3 separate regions of the Mus musculus genome follow, and all the other regions are linked to region 1. A link is a contact called in public ChIA-PET and Hi-C data. All regions are on one chromosome and are shown on one strand. The core of a region is the stretch at or near the end of the contact, and the rest is flanking DNA. Distances in the headings are between cores, read along the strand shown.

Evidence for each region. A called contact is a pair of places that touch in the nucleus more often than the background predicts. ChIA-PET counts read pairs in DNA pulled down with a chosen protein or histone mark.
Region 2: a Hi-C map of uterus shows a contact between it and region 1, with 3 times the contacts expected there. The contact joins the promoter of Olfml3 here to the enhancer-like site in region 1. A contact is called at or near these places in 14 of 39 promoter capture datasets (the 3T3-L1 cell line, 3T3-L1-derived adipocytes, the HPC-7 cell line and 8 more), 2 of 15 datasets of contacts at CTCF or cohesin (the NIH/3T3 cell line and embryonic stem cells), 7 of 484 Hi-C or Micro-C datasets (CD4 T cells, embryonic stem cells, trophoblast stem cells and 1 more), 14 of 115 datasets of contacts at active chromatin or transcription factors (the NIH/3T3 cell line, T-cell acute lymphoblastic leukemia, bone marrow-derived macrophages and 8 more) and 4 of 9 other capture datasets (adipose tissue, embryonic stem cells, liver and 1 more).
Region 3: an RNA polymerase II ChIA-PET map of memory CD8 T cells shows a contact between it and region 1, with 86 read pairs. The contact joins two enhancer-like sites. A contact is called at or near these places in 2 of 484 Hi-C or Micro-C datasets (bone marrow-derived macrophages and nephron progenitors), 3 of 115 datasets of contacts at active chromatin or transcription factors (double positive thymocytes, embryonic stem cells and memory CD8 T cells) and 1 of 9 other capture datasets (embryonic stem cells).

Annotation. Positions count from the first base shown.
Region 1 is chr3:103,492,681-103,495,696 of GRCm38.p6, forward strand. No RefSeq gene overlaps it. Among named protein-coding and RNA genes, the nearest start is that of Gm34049, 7.3 kb to the right of the region's middle. Within about 2 kb of position 1,526, at least 30 of the 459 cell types and tissues checked have an H3K27ac peak or open chromatin away from gene starts, as enhancers often do. A contact at or near this core is called in memory CD8 T cells and uterus, where this site is marked.
Region 2 is chr3:103,736,472-103,739,487 of GRCm38.p6, forward strand. It overlaps Olfml3 (olfactomedin-like 3), which reads right to left and starts at 1,530. Exons shown (of 3, transcript NM_133859.2): 1 at 1,351-1,530; 2 at 481-766; 3 at 1-192. The coding sequence starts at 1,464.
Region 3 is chr3:103,715,452-103,718,467 of GRCm38.p6, forward strand. No RefSeq gene overlaps it. Among named protein-coding and RNA genes, the nearest start is that of Olfml3, 21 kb to the right of the region's middle. Within about 2 kb of position 1,485, at least 97 of the 459 cell types and tissues checked have an H3K27ac peak or open chromatin away from gene starts, as enhancers often do. A contact at or near this core is called in memory CD8 T cells, where this site is marked.

The DNA.
Region 1 (3,016 bases), core at 276-2,775:
CATTTTGCTCATTTGAAAATAAACTGCCACATATTCGAGTCTGAATAACCACATTTTGTCTACCAGTGATTCTCTTAAGGTAAAAATGGTGTTCCATTAAGAAGGGAAACAAGGGGGTGGGGACCCCCTTGCAGCTCGGATCCCTCCTCCTTCCAGAGCTTTTCATCAAGGTAAGCGCCACAGCAGCCCCTCAGGAGGCTTGGCAGTGGGCACAGGAGCTGCCACAACGCAGACTCAAGGTTGAGGGGATAAACAGTCTTTACTGCTGCATCCAGAACCTCCCTAAGTGCATCTTCATTGTGTGGTGATGTACCCAGCGCAGCCCAGGCCTGAGGCACAGGAAGGGCTTGGTGTCACTCCCCTTGGCCATCACACAAATGTCAGCTCAGCCCAAGAGATAAATACTATTTTCAGGTTATTATGAGAAATTGTTTTACCTTAAAAACCTTCTGAGAGCCTTGGGTTCTTAGGGCTCCATGACCCACTCTTTAAAAGCTACTGTTCAGGGGCGTCTGAGTCTAAAGCATTGTTGCTGTTATTATTTCTAGCTGGAGGAAGTCTGATGTGCCTAGTTTTATGGAACTTTCCCTCCCTTGTTTGAACTGGGTGACGGACTCTGCACAATGTTAATCCCGCAGATGGAAGGAGAGAGCCCATCGGCCCAAGTCATCATAGCCAAAGTAGTTAAAGCAAGCCTTTTAAAAATTTGTGTACACGCAAACTTTATATGCCCCAGTACAGGGGAACGCCAGGGCCATAAAAGGGGAGTGGGTGGGTAGGGGAGAGGGGGTGGGTGGCTATGGGGGACTTTTGGTATAGCATTGTAAATGTAAATGAGCGAAATACCTAATAAAAAATGGAAAAAAAAATTTGTGTACATAGGCTGTCTCTCCCTAAAGGCAGGGTTCAAGAGCTCAGCCTAGGACATGGGGAGGATAAGGGCTTTTATATATATAGTTTAGTGTTAATCCCACCTGGAAAGCATATGACCACTACCACAGTTGTGAGTAGTATCTGAAGCAAGCTTTAATAAAATACTGGTCAGGATAATAGACTCTGCCCAGGCCCATTCTGGGGCTCCCAGAAAATAGCCACAAGCTACACTGGCCAGGTGCTTATAAAGCAAACCCATAGGCTATGTAACTTCTTACCTTTGCCCAGTTGGTGGTAAGCACACATTCTGATGTATTTCCTACCTACATATCTCTCACCTACATGCGATCAAGCACATTTGGTGGAGTTGGGTCAACCAAACTTGTTTAGGAAAGTGGAAACATAGGTTTATTAGCTTCTATAGACAACAGCCCCTTAAATCTCAGAAAATACCTGTCTTTGGGCAAAGGGCTTACAGGTTAGAGGCATTTGTGTTCTAGGGATCTCGTACGCACAGAAATTAAAACTTAAAACATAACTTTGATTCTCACATCAGGAGAAGGGAGTTTCCAAATAGGAAGGAGGGTTGGCAGACAAATAGGTGGGGTTACAGAAGCAGAACTCGAGCAGAACAAGTTGGTGAAAGCAACTTCCTGAAACAATGACATGGTTACAAGGTAGCTATAAGAAGGTGGTCATAATAACCTTTGAAACAAAGGAGTGGTTACAAGTTCCTGGAACAGGCAGTACAGAATCATTTGTTGTTAAGGTTACCTGTGGTCATAGCCCAATCCTTGAGAAACAGATTTAATCATAAACAGGAGTGGATCTAGTTTCTCTTATGTATATATGGTTTCAAGTCTAAGATAGAGGAAGGTTGGGTTATCAACAGAAAGTAGGTGAGGGCTGTGGTCCCTCTTGGTGGCTGTCATGGACACACAGCTCTTCATCTAGGCACTCCAGATCTCCCCCCAGGCAGGTGGCTTTGCTGACAACGCTGGCATTCTAGAGCTCCAGTGACTCAGGTCTTTAGCTCTCTGGATCCTGAAACTATTCTTCCCAGTTTTGTTTCCCATCATCTGGATCCTTATCAGCTCCTGAAAGAGTCTTCCAAATGCTTCTCCCCTGCAGTGCTTTGAGTCTGCTTGATAGACTAGAAACAGAAGTCTATGCTCACAGACTCCACTACAGATGTGTTTAATCTTCTAAAATTTGACTTTGTTGCTTGCCCTACTTCATATTGGGCTTATTTGGCATACAATTCCAAGTTACAGTCCACTATTGCTGGAAAGTCAAGGTGGAAACTTAAAGCATCATATCTATAGCCAAGAGAGACAAAGAATAAACATGTATATCCTAGTTTGCTTAATGCTTATGTTCAAATAGGTTCCTTTACTCTTACACAGTTCAGTGCACAGCCTAGGGAATTGTACCACCCATAGTGGGCTGGGCCAAGTAAAAGTGAAGACAATGACCCACAGAAGGCCCCATGGGCCAACCTGATCTAGATAATCAATCCCTCAATTAAGATGTTCTTCCTAGGTGACTCTAAACTGTGTTAACTTGACATTTAAAACTAACTAGCACATTGCCAGATATTTAAAAATCCACATGTTTATGAACCTACACTTGGTTTATTGAGACTCAGTCCTACCATAAACCAAGACAGTAACACCTATCTTCTCTTAAAGCATTAGAGAATCTGGCCTTTTTACTTTTAAACTGAGTGACCAGCTGAGGGTAACAAGGAGACTCACTTCCTCTAGTCAAGACCCCACCACTTCCTACCTTTTCCTTACTCTTCTCTGACCTCATTTAGATTAGAATTTTCCATTTCCACTTCTTAAAGAGAAAAGACATTTTAAGATTTATTTTATCTTACTCAATAAACTATGACTAAGTGAAAGACAGTCCTCAATTAGTGATAGTTTTGATTTTTTTTACCTTGTGATGTTGTGAACACCATGTGCATTCAATAGAAGGCATGCTTGAAAGTTTGGACTTCCATCTTTTCCAGGGGCAGCAGGCAGTAAGCAGTAAACTACAGGTCTCAGTCAGCCCTGTCAACAAGGTTGGGATCTGGATAGCAGATAATCTAACTAGAGATTCCAATCAGTGCATGTGATTGATGGTTATAAATGGG
Region 2 (3,016 bases), core at 280-2,779, 240 kb after region 1:
CTTTCCGGGCAGCCATGGCAAGGGTGAAGTCACGCAGCCTTGGGAAGACAAAAGCCGTGTCGTTCTGGGTGCCGTCTAACACGTAGATCTTCTCTGCTGGCCCCAGCGGATCCTTGGTCCATAGGCCAACTGAACCACCAAACCGCTTCAGGATCTTCATTGACCTCACCTGAGCGACTGTGTAGCTACAGTCTGGTGGGGAAGAGGAGAAAGCACAGGAGAAGGAAACAGAGGCCAAGAGTTAGATGTGTATAACAGGAACTTCCCCCAGAGTGGGCCACCTGGGGAACAGAGACACACTTTTCCGTGCATGTGTCCACTCACGGAGGGTTGAGAGATGGAGTACCGATAAAGGACAGGCCTCTAGAAACTCTCAATGAATGTGTCATTCTGAAAGATAGAGCTATGGTGGCTTGGGACAAGAAGAAAAGCAGGAAAGGGGAGTTCTGAAACTGTCTGGACCTCTGTGAGATCACTTACCCGTCACCATATCGTATTTCTCATTTCTTCGGCCCTTGCCTTTGGCTCCAGGACCTCCAGTCACCTTCTCATCCAGCTCTACACAGGGCAAAGCTGGGTTCTGTGTCTCCAGATAGTCTACCTCCCTTTCAAGACGGTCCACTCTTCCTGAGATGGAGTCTGCTTCAGTTCTGAGGGTCTCCCGCTCCTTCTCTGCCACCTCCAGGAGAGGCAACATCTTGTTTTTGAAGTCCCGAAGCTCGGCAGCATGCCGACTACTCTGATCCTGGCATTGGGCCAGCCGTTCCTGAAGGGATCGGGGAGTCAGGAAGGGTGGGTTGCAGGTTTATAGCTCCCAGACAAGCAGAGGCCCAGCCAGGGAGTCAGGGCCAGGAAAGGGACCAGCTCAGCCATGCTCCCACAGCAGAGGAGACTAGTCAGTGGTACCATCCCATCCGAGGAACCTGGCTTAATTTGCCTGAATAAGAGTCCTTCACCTTGCGTTCTCAGTGATCTGAGCCTCCAGGAAATTAGGATGCTACAGACTTCAAATTGTCCAAAAGGGAGTAGATGTGGGGTGCGGGGAAGAAACGGACAGGAAGTTGCAGGCAGATTGCCTGGGAAACTTGAACAGTATAGCAGCATAGATGCAGCCCGATTCTGACTCTCATTTCCCCTGCCCCCTTATTCCATCTAATCTGAGGGAGCCGTGTTGCGTTTATTTGCTGGGCAATTGTCTTATGTTGGGGAAATAAAAGTCTGTAGTTAAGAGGCTACTCGTCATTAAGGACTTCTTACACAACCCGATCTTGTCACTCCCAGAGCCCTGACAGCTAGTTGCACCTATAGATGTGGACTCATCCTGGGTGAGAAGAGAAACAAGTCCCTCACCTCTAAGGCAGCTAGTCGGCGTTCCATGTACTCCACAAGGTGGTGCTGCTGTCCCTGAAGGGGTCCCGTCCATGACAAAAAGAAGAGGAGCAGCAGAGGAGCACTGGGCCCCATGGCAGCCTTAAGTGGGGCCAGAGGAGTGTGTGCATTCGGCCTCTTTCCCTCCAGCCCGTTAGCTCTGGGGGCGGGGCGGGGGCGGGGCCTCCTCCTTCCCATCTCTGGTGTCTCTCACTACTCTGGAATGCTTTCAGTCTCTTTACAACCCCCACCCCCTCCTTCCCGCCTGGCCTGATCAAACACAGATGGCCCCTTTGCACAGTCGCCAGAAGCCTTAACTACCAGCAACTTAGACTTGTGAGCTCCTCCGGAAAGGGGAGAGATGGCAATCTGGAGGCAGAGGCCTTCTGAAAAATGAGCAAGTTGCAGGAAGCCGAGACCCCCGGAAAACTCAGCAAACTCCATTCGTTTTAGGAGAGGGCTTCCAGTGCTGACTCGGTAAGAACCCAGCACCCTTCATTAACCTATCCCTTCTCCAGAAATAACAGAATGGATTTTCTGCCTTGTTCAGTGAAGCCAGAAACACAGGAGATGAGGTTTGAGGGGATGGGGGTTGGGGCAAAGGGAAGTCAACTTTCTATAGCTCATTGGCGCCACCTTGTGCTGAGCATTCTGGGGCCATCTCCCATGGCAAAGAAATCAGGCGAGGACTTCACCGTGTGGAGAATCTCAACCTAAGCAAGCCAAATCACAGGGCTCCCTATGGAGTACCAAATCTCTGATTTAGCCCAAGGAAAGGAATAGAAACAAAACTGGAGGTTGTTGAGAAATGGGAGGTGGGGTTTTTTGTTTTTGTTTTAAGCTAGCTGACTTAAATATCCTTGACATGACTTTCCAGGTATTTCCCAAATAGGAGGGTGCAGCAAGGACATGCTAGTTTACATTCATGGATTTAGGGGAGAAACCTGAAAAAAAAAATATGTACAACATAGTCTAAAGGAAAACAAATATATTCTGACCTTCCTATCACTGGGAGAGAACAGACTATTGATCGCCTTTCTTGGTTATGGTTCAGTAGGGCATTTGTAAGTATCTCTCATTTCTTTAAAATTAAGTAAAAAAAAATTTGGTTTTTCAGTTACATATGCTTTTATGTGTCTGTATACAGGTATCTGCATGGGATACAGGTATCCGTGGGGACCAGACGAGGACGTCAGATCTTCCAGAGCTGAATTTTAGGAGATTGTGCGCTGCCTATTGTTCCTGAGCACTGAGCCCCTCTCCTCTGAAAGAACAGTACACTCAACTACTAAGCCTTCTCTCCAGCCCATGTTCCTCCTTTCTATCCAGCTAAAGCTACAGGGGAGCTAGGCAGGAACATACATCAGAAGAAGTCAAATATGCAGCATTTACAAAGGGGCCTGCAGTGATTAATCTAGACAAATTCCAGTTTCTTTTCAGGAGAAAATTTTGTTCACTTTGGAATCAAGAGAAATTGGATCAGAGGTTCTTCTTGTTTTTAAGAGTTCATTATGTGTCTGTGTGGGTATGCACCCTGCAGCTGGAGTTAGAAATCACTTGTGAGGGGTCTGACTGGGTGCTGGGAATGGAACCCAGACCCTCCATAAGAGCAGCAGGTGCATTACCGCAGAGCTGTCCCTAAAGAGGT
Region 3 (3,016 bases), core at 235-2,734, 220 kb after region 1:
AATTCTTTCTTACCTCTGCAAACCCAAACCATTAAAGATGGTCTCACCCCTGTGCTTATGCATTCCCCTGGCCACTGTCACAGTCTAGTCTTTTCTGAAGCAGGGTCTTGTTACACAGCCTGGCCTGGCCTGGAGCTCCTGATCCCTCGCTTCAGGTCCTCAGTGCTGTGGTTACAAGCGTGCTCCCCACTCACAGCCTCCGGGCAGGCTTTGCTGATTCTGTGTGAGCAGGCGAAGTCCCTTCCTGGTCTATAGCCTAATATATACACATGTGTCTATATGTCTATATCAATACCTGTATAGATATATATTGACATTCATTTATATAACCACATTCAATTCTTGTCTCTTCACTGCCTAGCCTCTCAAGGGAAATTCTTATAAATCTAAGGGCATGCATAGGCTTTGGGTTCAGATTGGCATTTTGCTCATGGATAACTGTCCCACATGGCATTGGTTAGTCATTTGGCCTCTAAGCTTCTCTTCCCTACTTTGCCAAATGGTCCTGGCAATGGCGATGCCCAGCTTCTGGTGCCATTGAAGTGAAGTGAGCCACCGCACAGCATTTGCTGCTGATGAAAAGCTCTGTGAAGGGAGTTGTTCTCATTAGAAACGCTGTGGAATATTCCTCACACTTGTGTAAAATTCAGCCCTTTTAAAGAGGGAGTTTTTCATAGGTTCCCCAAGGATGCATATACAGAAACCTTGGCTAGCAGTAAGTTTCACAGCACAAATGGTATAAGAATTTTTGCACAGCATATCACACACACACACACACACACACACACACACACACACACACACAAAGTCAAAAACTGAAGCAGTTCTGGAGAACTTGCAGAACCTGAGACGTGTTGTCTGGCCCCAGTCTCAGAAGCTTGCATTTACCGAGCTGGAAGATGAATGGGGGCAGAAGGCTCTTGCCCTCACTGGCCTTGAGTGTCCCTGCAGAAGGCAGTCTTAATGTGGCTTCGTGGGTGGCAGAGACCTCAACCTTTTGTTCCTCCGTGGTGGCCGCAGGAGCCATAGGCCACTGCTTTGTCTCTGGTGACTTCGCCTGGAATGGAGCCAACCCACAGCTGTATGCATGCTTCACCCTAGCCCAGAAACCAGCAGCGCTTTGCACACAATGGAGAGGAACAGGCTGCGGCAAGGGGAGGCCTCCTGGGCAGAGAGAGAGAAATTTGGTCCAGGGAAAACAATCCAGCTCTGAAATCTTCCATCTTTAGCAGATGGAGAAATCACCACAGCAAAAAAAAAAAAAAGAAAGAAAGAAAAAAAAGAAAAAGAAAAAAAAAGGGGGGGGGTGGCTGCCATAGCAGAGAAGACCTAGCAGCTAAACAGGAAGAGAGTCTATATCCCCCCACTACCACTGCCCCAGGACCACAGTAGCAAAAGAAGTTCTGTGCAACCCGAGGCTCCTTTGGGGTTTGCACATAGTCTGTCTGTAATGCCAGGCCTCAGCCCAACCTCTCACCACATGCCGCCTCTTCTCTAGCAGGAGCCAGCTTCTGGGAGTCACCCTGGACACAGACCCAGAACAAACCATCCAGATATTTCCATTGTTGGGTTCAAAGAGATCCCTAGGGCAGCTCCCTCCCTACAAGTAGCATGCGGCAGCTACACACACACACACACACACACACACACACACACACACACACACGGAGAGGGGGAGAGAGAGGTCTCTGTAGTAAACAACTTAGCTGCCCACCATTCTCTTTCCCCACAACCTAAGAACAAGTCTAAATGATGATGGGGCAATGAGCAGACTCATTCTGCAAACATGAACAGGGACCAGTGCCATGTGGGAGTAATCTGAGAGACAGCAGCAGCCTTGCCTCAGGACGCCTCCCTGAAGCTCTTTCTCCACTGGAGATGCAGCTGACAGAAGCTATAGAACGTGAATGCTATTTCTCTCACCCCAGGAGACCACGAGAAAGAAGAAGAGGAAGAAAATGAAATGATGTGAACCAAGCCCAGCATTCTAGAATGTACCCGGTGGTGACTCTGCAGGGCACAGAGTCGCTCTCCCCTCAGCAATGGAATGCAGCTGCTCTAGGGAGCTCATCTGTAGACTGCGGGTTCACAGCGCTACTGGAGGCGGGCCAGGCCCAAAGCACCCCCAGAAAACTGTGAGGTTAGTGGAGGAATTAGTTGTGTTCTAAATCACCACGACGCAGCACAGTCCATCAGTTTTGAAAGGGAGAGTTGCTGCAGTGTTGGTGATAGGCAGAGCTCAGAGAACCACAGCTGCCTTCCTCCTGTGAACGGAAAGTTTCCAGGGGGCAGCTAGACAATATATGCCAGAGGCCTTGCTCAACTAGACTTCCAGGAAGCTAGCCTGAGAAGGTAGTCTGATGGGTTGTGTTGGAATGCGTGTGTTCTCTTCAGTGTGTGATGCTCAGTCCTCATTGACAACTTGACGAAATCACCATCACCTAGAAACCTTTGAGTGTGTCCGGGAGAGGTCTCCAGAGAGGTTTGAGAAAAGGAGGGTCCATGTTAAAGGAGGGCACCACCTTTCTGTTGGCTGGGAACCCAGAACCAATGAACTGGAGCATGTGAACTGAGCCCGGCATTCAAGTCTTTTTCCTGATTACAGACACCACGTCCCCCCTCTTCCCCTTCCTCCCCACCCCTCCATCATGTCTTCCCCTTCTGGGATGCGACCCAAGATAAACCCTTCCTTCTCTAGGCTGCACTGGCTGGCTACTTGGTCACAACTCTGAGAAAAGTAACTAATACCGAGTGCTGTTTGCGATAAACATAAATGGCCCACAGTCAGGCTGGGCTGCTGGGTAAGAGGAGAGTCTTATGCAGCCATAAAACTCTCATGAAGAAAAATTACCCATGTGGGAAATTTTCTCCTACAGTACAGAGAAATCTAAAAACATCTTCCAAGATATTGTTTCTGAATATTTCCAATGGTATATATGTAAATAAAACAAAAATAAATATAAAATGACCAGGAAGGCCTATGGTTGCATAGGGGAGGGTGATTTTTTTTTTTTCT